Regions from separate parts of the Gossypium hirsutum genome. Here region 1 is linked to region 2. The links are chromatin contacts, called in public Hi-C maps. All regions are on one chromosome and are shown on one strand. The core of a region is the stretch at or near the end of the contact, and the rest is flanking DNA. Distances in the headings are between cores, read along the strand shown.

What was found. A called contact is a pair of places that touch in the nucleus more often than the background predicts.
Region 1: a contact with region 2 is called in a Hi-C map of leaf, with 2.1 times the contacts expected there. The contact joins the promoter of LOC107935173 here to the promoter of LOC107896541 in region 2. A contact is called at or near these places in 7 of 34 Hi-C or Micro-C datasets (all in leaf).

Annotation. Positions count from the first base shown.
Region 1 is chrA09:80,438,166-80,440,865 of Gossypium_hirsutum_v2.1, reverse strand. It overlaps LOC107935173 (probable ADP-ribosylation factor GTPase-activating protein AGD8), which reads right to left and starts at 1,350. Exons shown (of 7, transcript XM_016867730.2): 1 at 1,060-1,350; 2 at 819-937. The coding sequence starts at 1,140.
Region 2 is chrA09:80,144,831-80,147,585 of Gossypium_hirsutum_v2.1, reverse strand. It overlaps LOC107896541 (tobamovirus multiplication protein 2A), which reads right to left and starts at 1,491. Exons shown (of 7, transcript XM_016821734.2): 1 at 1,236-1,491; 2 at 511-788. The coding sequence starts at 743. LOC107896539 (probable purine permease 11) reads right to left here. Exons shown (of 3, transcript XM_016821731.2): 3 at 2,639-2,755.

The DNA.
Region 1 (2,700 bases), core at 101-2,600, 290 kb before region 2:
ATATATTCCTTTTCAGAACAGAAAGAGAAAACTGCAAAGACTCAAAGACATAACCAGCAGCTCGGAAATTGCATGATGGCATCGACATCACATGATTTTCAAATCCCACTAATAAGCATGTTTCATAATAAGCATAAGATGTCCCAAAGATCCTTGCTTTTCCTACCAGTAAGGACTCTTGAATATGAGCACCAACCCAACAAACCCTAATAACCAGAAAATAAAGCATATGGAAACAATATGCATACAACATCGTTTACTACAATGGTTTTTTTGTATCAGAAAAGGAAAATAACCTTTCTAAGTTTTTCTTCTTTTTTTTTTCTTTTTTTTTTCTCCTTTTTAAGTTAAATCTGAGGGAAAAATACAAACTAAGATGGGAGCAGCCAATCTCATTCGGATAGTAAAATCAGACAATGAATTTATCCTCATTCATAACAAAATCTAAACCTCTTTGACAGAAAATAGAAAATTCATAATTCAGGAAAAGAATAAAAGGAATCAAATTTTCTCATTATCATTAATTTCTTCAAGAATTTGAGAAGATTGCAGACCATAGAACATAATGCACTCCAAGAAAAACTTTCTCATATAACCACACTAGATTTTTTCAGTTTTATCTATAAAACTTCCTGATGAGAGAGATGAACCGGAAGTGCAATTAAATCTTTTTTATTCTACTGTATATAATATAACGAAATATTCAACAGTTTCACACATAATTGAGAAGTAAGATAAACAAAATTAAAAACGCATCGAGTAAGATAAAAATTAAATTACAAAATGGAAATGGAATAAAAAAAAAAGTGTAAGGATACCTGACAAAACTGATATGGACACCGAGACTCCGATGAACGGCTGAGCAATCGATGCAGAGAAAGATCCCATACGTAACAGACGCCCACGTCGGATTCTTGGCATTGCAATCGAAACACATCTACGAAATTTCAAATTCAAAAAAAAAAATCAAAATCGAAGATCCGTTAACCGAAATTCCAGATCTAAAACAAAAGTTTAAGAAATATATTGAAATTTAGAATAAGAAAAAAAAATACAGACCTTGTTATCTGATTTTGCTTTCAGCTTTCTGAAAACAACGTTCTTATCGGTCAGGCTATCGGACGACGACGACGCCGCCATTATGTCGCTCTTTTTCCTTGTTTTTGTTGAAATTTAGAACGAAAAATTGTAGTTATTAACTTAAAATAAAGAAAAAGTAGTGTTCTGAAGAGGTGTGGAATGGAAATCGAACACCTCCTCAGCTTCAAGGCTTTCTTATTATATATCAAGAATTTCAAATTTTTGAATTAAAAGAAAACAAAATGGTAATCAATGCATATAATTATTAACTAAAAAGATTAAAAATAAATGCTAATTTATATAATCTTCAAAAAGGGTTGATGATCTCTAAGCCCATCTTTTAAAAATCAAAACCCAAGGGGTAGTTCTTGAAGTTCAAGTTTTGGGCTCATGTAAGGATCTCCCAACAAAAATCTATGGGCTCAACCTCAAAGAAGTCCTGATCAAAAGCGGAAAACAATAAGCGAAACAATTTCAGTTTTGAATGCAATCAATTATGTAGTATATACCATTAATCAAATTATCCAAAACATTGAATTCTTAATCATCACTCGAATCAAATTTATTAACCAAACCAAAGGTGTCCCTGAAAGTTAGTGGTTGGATTCTCTCGTATATGTGTGATTTCCATAATTAATGTTACAAACTATAAATCATATCTTCACTAATTGAGGTGTTTCTCTTTCGTGAAGGCTTCAAGATTCTCGGCGGAAGCAAGAGCTAAAATCTTGACATAGAGATAATGCTAACTATTGTTGAGATTTGACAGATTGCACAACAACCAACACTTTAAAAGTTCACTCGATACAAATGAAATTCAAACTCAAAAATTTAATTTTACCTTTAATGTATGTTTGAATTTTAGATATAACATTGTTGAAAAGAACAACTACAAACTTCAAACATAAACCGTAAAATAAATATGAAAATTTTCAAAATAAATAAATCTAGATAATATACATACGAAAAGTAAATTCGTTCATGCGTAGAATTATACATCTAATCTAATAGATTTGGTTCTAAATATTCAAACCTTACATCAATCTTATCCGCCCATGCATATGATTTCATGGCAAAATTGTGAATGTGAAAACACAGAGGTAATAGTTAGGCTCAATTTGGCGATAATGAAATTAGGCCACTTGTATGGACTGGCAACTTCAACATTAAATAATCATAAAGCTTTAGGTGCAGGGACATTAAGAATCTTAAAAACTCGAGACTCTCGTTTTAAATTGATTGTTAAATTTTAAAATGTTTTAATTATAATTTTAAATTATTAATATTATATTAATTTATTTCATTTCGTTATTAAAACAGTTAAATAAGAAATAAAATATTTTATAATTAAATTTAAAATAATTCGAAAACTTCAAAAATATTTGACAACAATTTTTATATACGTGTATATATATATAGGTGGCAAGCATAGCCGAAAAAGGTGAAGGGAAACATAATGATCACAATGTGTATGGTTTTTCAGATATACAATTTATTTGACAACAATATTATTGAATTGGCCTCCAAGATTAATAGAATGTTTAAATGGTAGGTGTGGGTACATTGGATCCAAACTAAAACACAAAATTCATAAAATTTGAATTATTCGGGTGATTTAGA
Region 2 (2,755 bases), core at 242-2,741:
TCCTTCACTAATACACACGACCATGAGAAAATAAGCGGTTAGCATACATATCACAACCAGAAAACATAATATGTGATAGAAGATGACACACAAATTACAGCTGCTCAAGCTCCAGCTTAGATGGCCTTGAACTTTGAATCAAGATCAACCCAGTCTTTCAAAACCCAGACAAAAAAAAAATGGTTAGCATTGCTCTCTCACTGCCTTGAAACTGTCCTAACCATCCTATTGGAAATGTCAAGACTAGAATACCTAGAAGGAAGCCACAAAATCATTTCGATAATGATCCCTCCAATCCATTAGGTACCAGTACATAACAACATGATCCCACCAGTATCTGGGGATCTCAGAAGCCAATTTCATTCAAGCTAGTATGACTCAATTTCAAGCACAGTGGGTCAAAGTTCAACTAACTGTAGACATTTCGTCAAAGTTCTACACACTAACATTTTTAATTCAACTAATGCAAGCATTGCTAAACTAATAAAGAAATGCGAAAAAAACTCATACCATGCTTTTGGAAGATTATCGAAAATACTAGACGAAAGAGACACGGCCATGAGCATGGGCCGACCGAGCTGTATTTGGTCAGTGCCCACAGGTGACAAAAGCATGGCAACATCAGCAGCTCTTTTGTACTCAACAAACAAGTAGATCCCATATCCAACCATTGCCAAACCAACAAGAGTCATCAAGAAGTTCAACAGCTTCAACAAGCATTCTAGGCATCCTTTACAAGCCATCCTCAACAATGATCTTTTTTATCCTCTCTATTACAGTTCTAATACCTGTTTCATCAACTTGTTCAAAGAAAAATAAAACACATTGAGACTTATATGAATAAATAAACCAACATATTGCATGAATAACTGAAATATTTATCTGGAAAGAAAAATAACAATAAAACATTTTTTGCTGATAAAAAAGCAGGAAAAAGGTAGCTTCTTTTATATAAAAGAAGAAGAAAGTATAAATTTTTTTTATATAATAAAATTCTGGAGACCACTTAAATGTACAGAATTCTAGGTTTAATTACTGGGTTTTCTAAGGAAACAAAACTGGGTTCCCAGAATTCTTGGTATCGTCAAATCCCAAACAATTTCTCAACGAAATCATCTGATTTATGCAAACGATCTTTACAAGTAAAATCAAAACCAATCCAATGCTTAAAAATATTATATAAAGAATTTCTACCTAACATCGCACGAAAAAAACAAATTGAATCAATCACTTACAGAATTTCAAATGAGGAATTCGATTGCAAGCTTGAATCTTCACGCTTTAGTAATAAAATAAAATTGATATTTTTTCTTTTAATTTCTGAGATCATTTTTGTTAAACAAGAAAGGAAGAGACTCGATAGGGGAAAAATTATATATCTTTTTGCGTATAAAGACGCTTTTTTTCAATTTTTGCTATTTTTCTTGTCATGACAGGATGGCATCGTAATTTTTCGACTTCCTTTTTCGGTGAGGTCTAAATGCCATTACTGGCCCTTTCGGTTAAAGTTGTTAGGTTATGAAAATTAGGATTAATTTCACTAGAAGTCCTCAAATTATAGACTAAATTATAATTTTTTTCCATCTATCCTTTTGTAAGTCTACCCGTCAACTTTGATATTGATCCCGGTAATGGGATGGAGCGGTGTTTTGATTGTCTCGATTCCAACTCGATTTTCACTTATAAATATTAGATATTATTTTACTTTGGATCAAAAATTTTTTAAGAAGATAAAAATTAAATTGTAATTTTTATAATAATAAAAATGTAATTTTATTATTTTAATAGTTTATATCTTTATAATTTTAAAAATTAAATTTTTTTATCATTTGTAAAGAGTTAAAAATATAATTTTATCTTTATTAATTTAAAATTTTAAAAATTTTAAAGAGTGTAAATGAAAATTTTTCAATAAAAAAATAATCCGTCCAAAACATGATGTTAAGAAAAAATGTTTCTATATGATCGTAGCAATTAACAAATTTTCAATCTTTACTCTTTTCTATTTTTCGTATAAAATAAAATTTAAATGTCAATTTGAATCTTATATAATTAAAAATATTTACTAATCTAAGTATATATATATATATTTAGAAAAGCATGTTAAATCTTTAACATCAAAACTAACGGGAAGACTTAATTGTAATATTACTTCAACTTAAGGTTTCTGCTTCTGAAGTTTAACGATTAATTTAATATTTTGGCTTATAAATTATAATCTGGGAATTAACCTTTAAAATTATTTGGTTTAAAGTGTTTATGCCCAAACTAATTCTAAGTTCAAGCTATGTGACATGTGCTCCTTTTATTTAAAATATTCATGAATTTTGTGAGCGGTGGTGACGCGAAAGGGGCTTGGGCCGAAAATTTCATGTTAGATCATTAAAAATTAGGTCTTGAAAAGAAAATAAGTATTTTTTTCCCATTTTAAAAAAGTTAACAATATTTTATGCATTACCCCTCTGGTGAAGGTTATTTAATTTCGAGAGCAAACTCTTTCACGAGTCTCTATAAAATTTAATATTTTGTTATTAAATTTACAAGTAGTTGATAAAATTTTATTAAATATCATATTTAAGTTTCAATTTTTACATATTTTTTGTGGGTATAAATCAATTGTTGGTGGGATAGATCGAAATTTGAGCAAAAATAAAACTTACGCTATGTGGTTTTGATTTATGCTTGAAATAGAATCATATACCATGTCTTAACCCTTTAAACATGAATAAGGTTGATGTAGTTGGCTATATAAATT